Linked DNA regions of Mus musculus: regions 2, 3 and 4 are each linked to region 1. Evidence: chromatin contacts called from public Hi-C and HiCAR-type data. All regions are on one chromosome and are shown on one strand. Each heading gives the region's core, a stretch centred on a gene start, on an enhancer-like site or on the middle of the called end of the contact. The rest is flanking DNA. Distances are from core to core; before and after follow the strand shown.

The links. Hi-C and Micro-C count contacts between places; a contact is called where the count stands out from the background. HiCAR-type assays count read pairs that join an accessible place to other places.
Region 2: a HiCAR-type map of embryonic stem cells shows a contact between it and region 1, with 18 times the contacts expected there. The contact joins the enhancer-like site here to the promoter of Zfhx4 in region 1. A contact is called at or near these places in 3 of 39 promoter capture datasets (the 3T3-L1 cell line and liver), 1 of 15 datasets of contacts at CTCF or cohesin (the NIH/3T3 cell line), 1 of 484 Hi-C or Micro-C datasets (adipose-derived mesenchymal stem cells) and 5 of 115 datasets of contacts at active chromatin or transcription factors (the NIH/3T3 cell line, craniofacial prominence, embryonic limb bud and 2 more).
Region 3: a Hi-C map of cumulus cells shows a contact between it and region 1, with 4 times the contacts expected there. The contact joins the enhancer-like site here to the promoter of Zfhx4 in region 1. A contact is called at or near these places in 3 of 39 promoter capture datasets (the 3T3-L1 cell line and liver), 1 of 15 datasets of contacts at CTCF or cohesin (the NIH/3T3 cell line), 2 of 484 Hi-C or Micro-C datasets (adipose-derived mesenchymal stem cells and cumulus cells) and 5 of 115 datasets of contacts at active chromatin or transcription factors (the NIH/3T3 cell line, craniofacial prominence, embryonic limb bud and 2 more).
Region 4: a Hi-C map of adipose-derived mesenchymal stem cells shows a contact between it and region 1, with 4 times the contacts expected there. The contact joins the enhancer-like site here to the promoter of Zfhx4 in region 1. A contact is called at or near these places in 1 of 39 promoter capture datasets (the 3T3-L1 cell line), 3 of 484 Hi-C or Micro-C datasets (adipose-derived mesenchymal stem cells, cumulus cells and myocytes) and 2 of 115 datasets of contacts at active chromatin or transcription factors (embryonic midbrain and embryonic stem cells).

Annotation. Positions count from the first base shown.
Region 1 is chr3:5,216,447-5,220,186 of GRCm38.p6, reverse strand. Zfhx4 (zinc finger homeodomain 4) reads right to left here and starts at 1,633. Exons shown (of 11, transcript NM_030708.2): 1 at 1,260-1,633. All of the region lies in intron 1 of 2700069I18Rik (RIKEN cDNA 2700069I18 gene), which reads left to right.
Region 2 is chr3:4,742,777-4,746,516 of GRCm38.p6, reverse strand. No RefSeq gene overlaps it. Among named protein-coding and RNA genes, the nearest start is that of 1110015O18Rik, 54 kb to the left of the region's middle. Within about 2 kb of position 1,701, at least 3 of the 459 cell types and tissues checked have an H3K27ac peak or open chromatin away from gene starts, as enhancers often do. A contact at or near this core is called in embryonic stem cells, where this site is marked.
Region 3 is chr3:4,761,185-4,764,924 of GRCm38.p6, reverse strand. No RefSeq gene overlaps it. Among named protein-coding and RNA genes, the nearest start is that of 1110015O18Rik, 36 kb to the left of the region's middle. Within about 2 kb of position 1,609, at least 2 of the 459 cell types and tissues checked have an H3K27ac peak or open chromatin away from gene starts, as enhancers often do.
Region 4 is chr3:4,905,659-4,909,398 of GRCm38.p6, reverse strand. It overlaps the pseudogene Gm52665. Among named protein-coding and RNA genes, the nearest start is that of 1110015O18Rik, 110 kb to the right of the region's middle. Within about 2 kb of position 2,173, at least 4 of the 459 cell types and tissues checked have an H3K27ac peak or open chromatin away from gene starts, as enhancers often do.

The sequences.
Region 1 (3,740 bases), core at 384-2,883:
AAGGAAAAGGAAAAGAAGCGAGACCAGGCTCACTCCAGCCCCTGGTAGCCTAACTGATCATATCAGGTCAGAAGGCATGCTTGGTGCCAGCTGAAGCTGAGGAGGTGAAGTTCATTTGCAGACATGGAACCCTGTAGTGAGTGTGTGTGTGTGTGTGTGTGTGTGTGTGTGTGTGTGTAAAATGCATCAATTCCCACAGTCAGCCACATCTCCTTTACACACACACACACACACACACACACACACACACACACACACACACCCTTGCCCTTTACCAAAAAAGAAAGCAAAGGCTCTTGATCTCCAGCCGCGGGTGTCCTCTTAGTGTGGCGATCAATCCCCAAACCCCGGGGCGAGCTGCCTCCACTCCCAGGTCTGCGGACATAGGCCGGGAGATCCCGCCTCCTAACGGACCTACCAGGTCCGCAGCGCCCGTGCAGCCAAGAGCCGCCAGGGCCTGCCGCTGCCGGCCGCGCTCCGCAGACCGGTGTCTACCTGCAGCCAAGCCCCGCGCTCGCCCATCCTCCCGGGCCCGGCGCCTCGCGCGCACCAGCCCTGGCCTGCCACAGCCCCGCGCAGTGAGTGCCCTTCGGGAACTTGAGAAAGGGTGGAGAAGGGAAAAGGAAGATGAAAAGGAAACCGAGAAGAGTACAGGGGAGGATCAAGGGAGAGGAGAGGAGAGGGGGGCTGCGAGCCCCACCGACCACTGTCCAAACTTTCGGAGAATGTGTGCAGAGGAAACATCATCTCGATGGGGTGCAGGGACGCGGAGCGAGCGAGGACCCCAGATAATGTCCGAGCCGCTGCCGAAATGACAGCTTCGCCGGATCACCAGAGTGTCTCCGGCTCCCGAGGAAAGCAGAACCCGAAAAGACTGAGAAAAAGACAGAAAACTGCTCGGCCGAAAGTCACTTAATACAAAAGTTAAATCTTGAAAAGCATGCCTCCCCCCCACCTCCAGCCCCAATCCCCCCTCCGCCTGTGCCTTCTCCCTCCCTCAGCAGAGCAAATCTTTGAGCCAAAAAAAAAACGGGGGAAAGAGATGGAAAAGGGGGGCAGAGCGGAAGAGGTGGTCGGGATGAGGGTACGTGTGCTAGGGCGAGCGGTAGCAAGCGATCTAGGGGTAGAGAGGCGGAGAGGGAGAGGGAGAGAGAGTGAGCGAAATATCAAAGATTGTGCAAGATCAGGCTGGAAAGATAATCGATACTCGACCTAAATTTAACACAAACTACTCAATAAAAGTTAAAGAAAAAACTTACTTTCCATTTCCCTGCAGTTCCTACTCGATCTTCGCCTCTTTTTTGTTTTGCTTTTATTTTACGTACAGCTGATCACATCCAAGTAAAACGAGAGGGTTCATTAAAAAGAATAAAAAATAAAAAAATAATCCTCGAACTTTATTGGGTGAAAATAAAAACGCTGGAGCAAAAAGTGGGGAGCACGGAGCGGTCCTCGGGGTTCCGGGAGGAGTTAAAGCATGTGCCGACCGCGGTCTCGCTGTTTGCTTGTGAAGGGGTTGGGAAAAGGAGGAAAGGAAATGAAAATCCGATATGTCTTTATTCTGCTAATTATTATCGTTTTAGCCCTGTTTAAAAAAAATGGCTGATTAAGTTGAGTGCGCATGTCTTTGTGTGTCTATTCCCGATATGCACTCTGGGAATGAGAGAGGAGAGCGAGGGAGAGGGGGAGGGAGGGGGGAGAGGTGTAATTAGTGAGGTGATCAACATTCCCCAGACTGCAAATGACGCGCAGCCAGGACTCAAAGCAGCCTGGGAGCCTCGCGACTTCCAGGGCTCCTAGCGTTGCGGCTGGAGCCCTGGACGAGGCGACTAAGGAGACGGAGGATGGGGACCTCCGGGGCTCGCACCCCATGCGCCCCTGCGCACAACTCTCAAACTTCATTAGACACACACGAACACACTCTCACACAGAGACAGCAAAGAGAAGAATATAAAAGCACAACTCATTCCTAAGAAATGCCTTTTTAGAGTTCTAGATTAAAAAAAAAAAAAACAAAAACAAAAACAAAAAAAAAAAAAACCCAGGCAAAATAATTACTCTCACACCAAAGATATGTTTACCAGGGAGCTTTAAGGAGAAATACAAGTCAAGGTAATTAAGAGCTTTTCTCTGGGTTGGTTTATTCTACTACGCACTCAGAAGTACTTTAACAGCTAAATACTAAGGCCTGAGCAAATATGCAGATGTATGTAAATAAAGAGTGCCAGTCAGTGTGAGCAAACAACACCCAGTTCAACCTCTTTCAAAGGAGAGATTTCTCTCTGGATCCTCAGGCATTCTATTTAAAACTATATCTTGCACTTGCATTTACGCTAGAGAAAACCTACAAGGGAGGTGGAAGTGGTTAGTTTAGTCAAAGTAAACTTCCAAATGAGAGTAAGTTCGGGTTGTAAGAGTGATACTAGGGTACAGCCTAGATTTTATGTAATATTCTTGAATATTTTATCAGAATCGCATAAGTTGAATGTAATGGTTTAAAAGGACTTATGGAAGAAAAGCTTTCATCTTTCTAGACTGTTCAGTTATCTTTCTGGAAGCACATTATGATGAATTTTAAAACCCCAATACAGATCTCATTAGAGTGAAATATATTTGGTATTTTCTGGTGCAAAATTTAAGGTGCCTGATTCTCATTTGAAAATCTAATTATCTCTTTCCAATATTACAGATGTGAATATGAGTGACACTTTCATTAAAAGATAATTAACTAACACTCGGAATAGACATACTTTTAAATACCCCCTACTGAATGTGGGATATATATATATATATATATATATATATATATATATATATATATAATATATCTGTATATATATATATATGAATTGCATCTTGATACACTACTACACAAGAGGTCATAAGTAGACACCATCTATGTAATATTTTAAAACCTGGAATCATATAATGAAAATAAGAGTAACCAATCAAATGAGCTGCAAACAGGAAACACCAGTGCTGCCCAGCTTCCTGAGCAGGTGAGGCACCAGCCACTTCTGAGCTGACAGGCCTTTGAAGTTTTGGATTGCCAGGATCTGCTTCAAAACCTTGTTTTAGTCCTTAAAAACCAAAGGTACCAAACAAGGTTTATAGCAACAGCAAGATTTGTAGCACATCACTGAGAGTTCAGAGACAGTAAATATGTCTTCCTGGGTCTAATACCCTTGTCCTATCAGTGTATACGCCTTACATCCTAGGACAAATGCAAATAGAACAAAACATCTGTGTGGATAAAATTATACTCCTCCCTGCAAGATCAGACCTAGGCCCATATCTGAAAAGCTGCTTGCATTCAGCAACTAGCTAACTTTACAATGAAAATTCAAAGCAGAGAATAAAACCTAGATGTGGTCTTTGGTAAGAGGAAAAGGCAATGCCATCTTAGAAATCTGGAGTGGCTACATGAAGCCGTGTTTTAGAAACCAAAGCCACTAAATGGCAACAGAAAAGCAAATTCTGTCTCAAGAGACTCCTATTTCCAACATCTTTGGGAAGAAATCTGTTCACAGTGAAAGAGTTTCTAAGATTTTAAAGTTATTTTGTTTATAGTCGCCCTACCTTCACACAGCAACTTCACCAGGAACCCTCCCATTGCACCTTAGTAGGGTTAAGAAACATGTTGCACACTGGGGGCGGGGGCGGGGGCGGGGGGGGCTGGGGGGGGGAGAGGATGTTTACAGAAAAACACCCTAGATAAAGCCATAATAATAACAAACTAT
Region 2 (3,740 bases), core at 452-2,951, 470 kb after region 1:
TGTATCACTATCCTTAAAGGTAACAGCATGAAAGCATAGAAAAGTCAAGGAAGAGTTCAGCATAATCTGATGATGCACTATGTGTATAGTGTGTTCGTAACTGCCAGTGGCATTATTTTAGTATGTATATTTAAAAAGTCATTTGCTTACAAATGAGTACAATAAAACTTGTTTGAATCTGAATTGGTGGTGAACCAATGCTTCTTTGTTAGGAAGGCATTGGATACTGCTGACATCCCAAGTGATTTTTTAATAGAACTTTTCATACAAAAGACTCAGAAATACTGACAGGTGGCTAATTTTATATACGGAATGCATATTCAGCCAATTCATACACAGTATAAAAATCATGGAATATGACATTAAGATGTCTTACTTTGTCACAAAATTAATAAAATTACATAAAGTAAATCAAATGTAGTAAAATTCATGTTAAATTAACTACTTAAAAGGTTTTCATATCCAAAGAAGTTAAATAGTATTTACAGTATAAATTTATAAATGACATTTTGAAATGTGACTGATATAATAATTAATATAATTTTCTGATTTATATATAATATTTTAAGAATATGTCTTTAAACTAGATTTAAAACCATTGCCAGTAATAAGATGCTACTAGAAATCAGCTTTCTGAGAGCTGATGAATAATAAGAAATTAGCAGATATGTATCTTGTTTTGTAGATAATTTAAAAATTAGTTGAAGCATATATAAAAGAATGGCCTTTAATAAACAGACTTTGTGTTTTAAATAATAGAAATATATTTTTCATAGTTTCAGTGAAAACCTAACATCAGACAGACTTTGTTCTTGTCTGCGATGAAGGCTCTTTAATTGGCTTTCAATGGCAACCATTTTCATATTCTTCCTTCATTGTATTTCACATAAAGGCATTAATATTATCCTAAGGGGTCCATTCTTATGACCTAATCAAATCTTAATTATCTCTGGAAAGTTCCTATTGCTATAATAATACCTTGGGAATGAAAGTCTCAACAATTCAGGATGAGGAAACACTGGTATAAAGGAAATGCCCTTAAAACAAAGTTGGTTTGAGAAAATAATTTTGTATAAAAAGAACTCTTACTAATGACAGACAAAACAGAATTAGATATTAGTCCCTCTTTGCAACCTCTGAGAAGGTACAATTTAAAGATGTCTAACCATAGTCTGTTAATGGTGAATCCACACAGTGAAATACTTAGGAATAAAATTTAATTGAAGGGTTACCTCACTCAGGATGATATTTTCTAGTTCTATCCATTTGCCTGCAAAACCCAGGATGTCCTTCTTAATAGCTGAGTAGTATTCCATTGTGTAGATGAACCACATTTTCTGTATCCATTCTTCTGTCATGGGACATCTAGGTTGTTTCCAGCTACTGGCTATCACAAATAAGGCTGCTGTTGGGAGCCACCCTGCGGCTTACAAGAAACTGGGAGGCAAGCCGGGGCTGAAAAGAGAGGGGAAACTAGGCGGTCGAGAGAAAAAATGGAGCTAAGTCAATATTCCTGATCAAAGCTAAAACGTATAATAAAAGTCTGCGCTTATAAAGGGGGGGAGGGGGAGCCATCCCCTGCCATGCCAAGTTTCTTGATGTTGTGATGCCAAGTTGTCAGCACAGCCTTTTAGCAGTAAGTCGCCAAATTCCGAGGTTGCAGTTAACTCTGGAAAATCTCAGGAGGACAGGTTCAGCCTCACAGCAGGTGTTAGGCAATGTTACATCAAAGGAAACTAGCTGAGTAGGAGGAACTGCATGGCAGGTGGCCCCACCTCAGTGGTTTAAGGTCTGAACCAGCCTGCCTTAGGCTGGAGGAGGTTACATTCCACCACCCCCCCCCGTTATTAATATTATATAAAAAAAAAGCTAGACTGAGGCATAAATTTTATTTACGCTTTATAGTCCTGCCTGGGAGTTATGGTGGCTGGTGGCCCCGCCTGTCTTAGGAAATCTTAGATCTTCCTGAACCATCCAATTCCATCTTGGAGGCTACGTACAGCTAGTTTGTGTTATATTTCACAGAAAGCATGGCTCTGTGGTGTGTTATCAATAGCCACAGCCTTTTGGCGTGTACCTCTGTCTTAGATTGGTATGGTTCCAAGATCTGGGTGCCTGTCATTGACTGTCCGGCCCTCATTAGCACACCTTATTCCCAATTCAGACCAAAGCCACAATATATACTTAGAATGCTTCCTCATGAAGATTAATAACTGCCACCTGCAAAGTTGGAGGCAAGGGTGTACACCTGCTGCATCAGGCTGAAGGGCATTGACTGACCTGCTGGAAAAACAAAGTTGAGACAGTGAAAAGCAACATTACAAAAGCTTCTTTCGGGCAGTCTAGGTATTCCATTCAATTGCAAATTAGCAATGATCAAGCTGAGACTTAGAGCTCAGAAGGGAGGGGGATTGTCGGGGGGGGGGGGGGGGTGGCTTTGAGAATTGCAGAAAGGCTGCAGCTTCTCTGGGAGTGTCGGCTGTGCTCCAAATTAACTTTGCTAGGTAATTAAGAATTTAGCTATCTTCCCTAGAATTCTCTAATACTGGAATTATTACTAGACCAGTCCAAGATTGAGTTAGAATAACTGGTCACAATGAGGGAAGGAGAAGAATCACTATAGCTCTTTCTTATGACTAATCTTTCTAAGTCACATTACACGATCTCTAATGTTCTAAGTCCCATAAGGTTTAAAAAGCTTGAAGCAAGGCATCTTAGCTTGTCCAAACTGGGAAAATGGTAAACAAAGGTAGGTCAAAAACATATACCCAATTCAGCTTTCTTGTCACTACAGTCAGGGCACTCAGTGAACTCACCTTTCAGCTTGTCAGACGAATTAGCCGTTATGCTTCTGCAGAGTTCTGTGAAGAGAACCTATGCTTTTCTCTTTCCCAATAAGGTAGCTGTTCAGGATCAAGCCACATGCCAATAAGTAGATCCTTTTCATCTCACCTAGACATGATTATGTCTGGTATTAAGACACTGTGAGGCATTTATTAAGTTCTTGACATCCAAATTTCAAAATTCTTAAAATAAAAGTATGATTTAAATAATGTGCATGGTGATATATTAAATAATGTGCATGGGGATATAATTTCCCCCTTTCTTTGTTTTTTAAGAAGAAGAGTTTTTAAAGTTCCACAATACCCTGTCTTTGAGAATTATTAAATGGTTGAAAAAACATCTCAAATACTTGACTTTTAATTCTGCTAATTGAGCTGAGAGGCCAGGAATCTTTATGATTACCTGTTGATTAATTATTATTAAGATATCCAGCTCACCCTTTAGAGGAGCCATCAGTAAACACCAGAACAGCATTGTGTAAGGGTATTAAAGAGGTCATATTAGGAAATATTACCTCATATACATTTAAAAATTTTATCAACCTATCCTGAGGGTAGTTCCTTTAAACCCTATTTGAGCAAGCAAGCACTCTGTACTGTGCTGTTTCAGCCAAGGACCTTGACCTACGCTGTAAGGCTGAACAATAATATCTAGCTCTTTCCCAAAATAAGTTAGTGCCTGCATCCTTCAAAAGATAATCATCTGAGCTACTGCTTCATAATATGGCAAGATATTACATTTAGGAGAAATCCTCAAATGTAGCCACGTTAGAGGAGACTTTTACCATAACAATCCTGTAGGCATATGAATCATATTAAAAATTAACAGATGTAAAGGCAAAGAGTAATCCATATAAGTGACAAACTATTCTTCAATAGCTTTTTCCACTTGTTGTA
Region 3 (3,740 bases), core at 360-2,859, 460 kb after region 1:
GAGCAGAGAGTGCAGCAAGCACCTTGAGTCTGTCAGATGGTGGAGTCGCTGCCTCTGCTGCCTTTCCCCCCTGTCTGCCCCCCCCCCCCAGCCTGCTAGATCCTCCCGCTCCCAGGAGCCCGTGCTGCGGGTTCCCTGGCTGCTTCTCATTAATTATGTTCCTCTCCCCTACATCCCACCTGCCTGTCTTCAGGCTTTGACCAGAATGCCTCTTGTTAACAGAAAAAGTCCTTTGACTTTAAGATATCAGTGGCCCGGTACAGCCAGCTATGAGAGCTGCACTCCTTTCCCTGCCCCACTAGGGCAGCTCTGCCCTAAGCTGCTAACCAGTGAAGGAGACATCCACCCACTTGAGGCTTCTTCTGTCCAAGGTAAGGAGCACCTGTGAGTCTAACTGCCAGGTTTTGATGGGGGTCTCATCTCTGTGAGACTAGAAAGTGCCCCAACAATCTGGCCAAGGTAATAAGAAGTTACTGAAGTTAGAAAACGGACAGGGTAAGTCGGTAAGAAAGTTAGCGTAAGTTGATAAAAAAAGTGCAGAGGAGGAGAAACGAAGGAAGGATAGAGGTCTACAAAGAAGAGCTAAGAGCAAAGATTCAGCAGACTCGGGAGAGATAGATGACGATGGCAAATAGAGAGGTTAACAGTGAGGAAACGTGAAAATAGAGGTAAAGGAGATTAGAGAGGTCTGAAATGAAAGAGATACCCTGATTGAAAATATTTAGAGAAAGAACCAGTAAGTAAGTAAGAGACAAGTAAAAGGAAGAGTTGAAAAAACACAAGGCTAACAAAGACAGAGACCAGAGTCAGAATCAGAGATGTGCAATGAGGCAGACTAGAACCCAACAAAGTGGTACATGCTGATAATGATCTGTAAAAAACAGGGAGCCAGGGAATTAAAAAGAGATAAGGGAAATAAAATGCTGGCCACAAGAGTCAGGAAAACTAGAGAGTTTAGATAGTCCCTAGCAACAAAAGAAAGCTTTTGGCTAAAGATCAATGTGTTTACTGTAAAGAAAATGGTCACTGGGTGAAAGACTGCCCCAACAAAAAGAAGAGGAGACCCCCTCATGACCAAACCCTTCACCTGTTCGTGGCTAGAAGCAAAGAAATAGCAAAAGGGGTGCTAACACAGAAACTGAGTCCTTAAAAGAGGCCAATGGCCTACCTGTGGCAGCAGCTAAAAGAGAGAGAGAGAGAGAGAGAGAGAGAGAGAGAGAGAGAGAGAGAGAGAGAGAGAGAGACTGTGTTTCATATTCCTCCACCTACTAGGTCAAAACAAATTAGAAAAGCTCCTAGGCACTTCAGGCTTCTGCAGATTGTGGATTCCATGTTTTGCTGAATTAAAGAGATAAACAGCCCTGCATATAGAGAAATAAAGAACAACAGGCCTTAGATGCCATTAAGACTGTCCTAATGTTGTCCCCAGCTTTGGGCCTCCTAGATGTGACTGAGAACAAAGGTATTGCCAAAGAGGTTCTTACTCAGAGATTGGGACACTGAAAAAGACCTGTTGTCATACTTGTAAGAAATTAAACCTTGTAGCTGTACGATGGCCTGCTTGTCTGCACATAGTGGCTCCTGTCCAAGGATGCAGATAAATTGACTCTGAGACAAAACTTGGCACATGCCTAGAAAGTGTGGTTCAGCCCCCCTGACTGATGGCTGACTAACACTCTTGAAACATTATCCAACCATTCCCCTGACTGATAGACACATTATCAGAGCTTTTTTGTTGACTGAATGAGTGACCTTCGCTCCCCCTGCTGTCCTCAAGCTACCCTACATGCTGAGACTTCACCTACTCATCATTGTGCTGACATTCTAGCAGAAGAAACTGATACTTGAAACGATCTGAAGGAACAGATCAGCCTTGGCCTGAGAGTTCGAGCTGGTACATGGATGGCAGTAGCCTCGCAGTTGAAGGTAAGCAGAAGGTGGGGACAGCAGTTGCAGTGGTAGACAGAAAGCAAAACTTGTGACTTTGATACAAGCTCTATAAATGACAAAAGAAAAGTCTACACTGACAGCAGGTATGCTTTTGCCAACGTACGGAGCAATATACAGACAAAAAGGGCTGTTGACATCTGCAGAGAAAGACCTAAGATGCTGTGGCTAAAAGAAATCAGATGGCAGATCTATCCCCCAAACAGGCAACCCAAAGAGCAATGATCCTGACAGCCTGAAGACTATCAAGTTATAGACAAATTAAGACTGGTAAAAGAAACCCTGAATAAAATAGTAGAAACTGAAGAAAGAAAACTAGTCCTCCCATGGGAAGACAGACCTGACATCTACTGGAAAATAGACTTTATTGAGAAAATTATGTGTATGAATACCTTCTGGTTTTTGTGAATGTTCTCAAGATGGATAGAAGCTTTTCCCTGTAAAAATGAGACTGTTCAGATAGTCATCAAGAAGATTACTGAAGAAAAATTTCCAAGGTTCAGAGTGCCAAAAGCAATAGTGTCAGATAATGGCCCTGCCTTTGTTGCCCAGGTAAGTCAGGGACTGGCCAAGATATTAGAGATTGATTAGAAGTTACATTGTGTATACAGGCTCGAAAGCTCAGGACGGATAGAAAGAATGAATAGAACTCTAAAAGAGACCATGACAAAATTAACCATAGAAACTGGTGCAGACTTGGCGCTCCCTCCCCTTGCCCTATTTAAAACTGAAAATACTCCCTCTTGATTCAGCCTTACTCTTTTTGAGATCCTTTATGGGGCTCCCATGCCCATCACTGTCTAAAATGATGTGTTTAAACCTACATATTGTTGTAATAATAATCTGTATGCTAAGTTAAAAGGCTTGCAGGTGGTGCAGAAAGAAGTCTGGTCACAACTGGCTACAGCGAACGAGCCGGATACCCCAAAGACATCTCACCAGTTCCAGTCAGATGTCTGATCTACGTGCACCTGCATCATGCTGAGACCCTCAAGCCTCACTAGAAGGGTTTCTGCCTAGACTTGTTTACTATCCCTTATTCTGTTTTTGTTCCCAGGTTAAAGATACAGTATAGCTTACGATCCTCCAGCGTCAACACCACTAGAGTTAAGATAAAAAAAGAGTATGATTTCTATTCTCCACATAGAGATATAGACTTCTAAAATTCCAAGATTAGAATTACTTAGTAGAAGAAGAGGGGAATAAAGGAATGCAAGGACACAAGCAGGGCTATCTTGTCTGAGTCAACACCATCTGGCCGGAACCTCCCCTCTCTCTATTGCCCCTTGATGCAAGTCATACATCAACTGGTTGCTATGTGAACAAAGATAAGCCCCCAGCCCACAGGAAAAAAGTCCTGATCCCCTTTTGCTGACATGTAATCTTTCTGTTAATGTTTGAATGAGCCAATCCCATACCTTTGTTGAAATTCCTCACACCCAGATCCCTTTTTCTTCCATAAAAACCCCTAACTTTTGAGCCTTGAGGCCGACATCTGTTATCTCCTGTGTGAGATGCATGTCAGTCCGGAGCTCCGTCATTAAACTACCTCGTATATTTACATCAAGGCATTCTGTTCTGTTCATGTTTCTTTGGTGCACGCCAAATCGAGAGAGTTGAGTGGGGGTTTCCCCACTAGGTTCATTCAAGAACCTCCTAAAAGCACCCTTTCTGCAAATTTTCCTGCTGTTGAACACTGAGGGAGAACTCACCTCTATGTGCCTTTTTTTTTTCCTCAGTTATTGTTCAATTCTCCTCTTTTGTGAAGACCTCTTCTTCTATGTATTGACATG
Region 4 (3,740 bases), core at 924-3,423, 310 kb after region 1:
AATCGTGATCAGTCTCTGACAGCAGGAGCAAGGACATGAGAGCCTTGCCTGATGAGCGGTTCAGGTTCCTTCTGATCAGTGCTTGTATATCTTGGTTTCGAACACAGAGGACAGCCCTATGGTCCCCAGAGGAGAAAACACTTCCAGGCACTGTAACACATCCAGAATCTTAGGATTTCAGGATCTGAGAATACCAGGAGCTTTATAACACCAGGATCTCAGGGTCTCAGAGGAAGCTTAACTGCCACAAACTCTGACACACCCAGAATTTCAGGTTCACAGGATCTAGGAATGACAGGATCACAGAGAAAGCTGGACTCTGAGAAGTCCTGAATCAACCAGGATTATATATTGCAGGTGTGTTTATATGTGTATATGTGTGTGCCTGAAGCTAAAAACTAGCTTCTTTCCGTAGACATGGAATTGCAGACAATTACGAACTGTCATGTGGATGTTAAGAATTGAATGTAGGTCCTTTAGAAGAGCAGCCAGTATTCTTCCCCTCTGAGCCATCTCTTCAGCTCTAAGTAGTAATATTTAAAAACATTTAATTTTGTCATTAATGTGTAGTTATGCAATGCATTTCAGAAAAGATTAGACTTTTTAATGTTTCATGTGTGTGTGTGTGTGTATGTGTGTGTGTGTGTGTGTGTGTGTGTGTGTGTGTGTGTGTGTGCATGTATACAGCTGTGTGAGTGCATCCTCACACATTTCGAATTTACAACTTACCAGAGCTTCACTGGAACCTACTGGCAATTCCCTTTCCCCAAGTGATTATAGCAAAAAAATGCCAATTCAAATATCATCTGGAGAGAATCAGATTCATTAAGTCTACTAAAGTAGAATGCTTACATTGGCAAAGGATGCTTCAGCTTCATGCAATTTAGTTTGCAGCTTTTTTTCCCCGGGTTTTCAGAACAAGGCCATATCTGACTTACGTATAAATCACCAATGAATTTGCAGTGAGAAATGTATAGTATCTGTTTATTCATGGTAACAATATAAAGTAAATAAGTGCTGAAAGAGTCTGTTCTTGGTCATTCTGAAGATACAGGTGTGACCTGCAGCTCATGCCTCCTTGATTTTCCTCTGTCTGTAGTTTCAAAGCCAGTATAATAGTGTTTTGTAACTATTACAATTTGCAAAGAGACCAAATTTAAGAGTTATAGTTTGTCAAAGATGAACAGAAGGAAGCAAATTTGTATAACATTGTGATAGTATTAGTTTTCAGATATGATCTGGAAATAATTGAATAAGTGCTATTCAGATATTCATTATCTAAGATGCCTTCAACAACAAACAGTTTACACACATATTGAAAATTTCTAAATACTGTAGTAAGTCATATCCTTATGACCCATCCAGCAGGTCCAGTTATTCGTGGGTCTGGAGGGGACTGCTCCTGAAAGCCAAATGGGGGGTGAGAGAGAAACGGAGACCAATCACAGAAAAGACACGGAGTCAATCTGGATCTTGTCAAGGTCTCATTGTATTCAGCAAAACTTGCAGTTATTATACAAAAAGAACAAAGGGGAGATAACCTTTATGCAGAAGGGCAGGGGGGAGCAGTGGTAATTTTCCTCGGTGACTACAAGGGGAAGCATGATATCTAAAAGTACATCTTGTGGTTATGACATCTGCTGTTTGTGTCAGGTCTGAATCATCTTGTGGTAATTGTTGGTGACCTTCATCTGGACTTAGTCAGCTTGGGCAGGAGGTCCAGTTTTATGTCTTAAGACTTGGTAGTCATCTTTTTCACTTGGATTATTATAAAGAATTTAGTTTTGGCTCCCAACATCCTTATAATATACAAATCAATGTACACCTATTACAAACATGTATCATTTTTCTAGTCAAGTGAACTTTTGATATGTTATTGAGAAAGACTGATTTTGGCAATATACTTTGGTGACAGAGACAGTCCTACTAAATCCTTCTATTTCCTCCTCTATATAGTATTTATATGCTAGTGATTTTAACAGTATCTTTAAGAATCTTTTATTCTATCGCTTCTCGGCCTTTTGGCTAAGATCGAGTGAAGAATCTTTTATTCTCAGACAACTATTGTTTTTTAAATTATATTTTTTAATTTATAAAATAATTGCATAATTTTCTTCCTCCCTTTATTCTTCCTCTCCACCTTGCCCGTGTACTCCAATCTTTGTTCTCTTTCAAATTAAAGGTCTCTTTTTCTTTAATTGTTGTTATATATACATATGCAAACACACATAGACACTCAGTCAAACATACATAAACATACACACATTTATAAATATATAAGTACAATCCACTTTAAGTATTAGTCATATTTGTGGTTAATCAAGATTTTCTTTTTCTTTTTCTATTTTTGGATATTTTCTTTATTTGCATTTCAAATGTTATCCCCCTTTCCCAGTCCATTTCCCCAAACCTGGAAGCCCACTATCCAATCTCCTATCTCCCTGCTTCCATGAAGGTGTACCCCCACCCACCCACCTACTCCTTCCTCCCTGCCTTGGCATTCCCCTACACTAGGGCATCCATCGAGCCTTAACAGAACCAAGGGCCTCTATTCCCATTGATGCCAGACAAGGACATCCTCTGCTACATATGCAGCTGAATAGGTTGCACACTTCCAAGGAAACTGTCCTAATCTGGCCTTTTCTACAACTAAAACTTGGTAAAAACAAATGTTGCTGCATTATAAAAAGGACATGAGAAGCTGCATTCAGGAGGAATAAAGATAAATGCTTTTGCTCAAGTTGTCTTCTCCTTTCTTTAGTTAGGGGCATCTGCCCATGGCATGGCATTTCCTTCATTTAGGATGTATTTTCTCACCTTTATGTAACTAGTTTCTTTTAACTACATTCTAAACTCTAGACTCATTTTCATAGTACATGTTTCTTATTTTTCTGAGTGAGACTTTGAGTGAGGCTGTATATAAATCTTATTATAGCTATCCATACAAAAATGTCAATCATGTTTTGAATGTGCATGTGTATATTCATTGGAGCATTAAGTATAGGAGAATGTGAGAAAAGAACATCAGGCTATGTTGAAAGTATAAGCCAGAAATTGAAATTGAAATGTATGTGGTCCTCAAGATAAGTAGACCTTTGGGAGAGTTTTTTGGGGAATTCTATCTTGCAGAAGTTGCATATTATTAGCACTTAGTACACACATGCACAGAAATACAACTTGCATATTTTTAGGAGGATGATCTGACTTAGAGTCATAATATTGCATTTTGATATAACTAAGAATTCATAGAAATGTGTGATTGAAACTTTCTAATATCAAGTGATCACATATTCCTTAACGCAAATCTTGATTTGAGATTATTTTTCTATCCAATTATTAACACCATTCTCTCTTTGAACTCTGTCACAAACTAACTCACAGCTAAAGGTATTTCTCTACCAAAGTGAATAACCCCACAGAGGAAAAAAATACAGAAATCTCTAAAGAAGGGTAACTATTCCTTGCATATGGTTCTTGTGGGATAATAAGTCAAGTCACTTTCTTTTATAGGAATGGAATCTTTATTCGTTTGTTTGATGGGACATTTTCATTGTAGAAGCTATATCCCATTTCTCTAAAGGCTAGATATATAAAGCTAGAATCATAGCATTTCTCTCCTACATAGGCTTTATAATGCTTCCAGTTTCTGACCTCTTACAAATGCTTTTATTAAATTGATGTGGTTTTTTTGTTTGTTTGAATTTGTTTTTGTTTTGTTTGGTTTTGGTCAACAATAAATT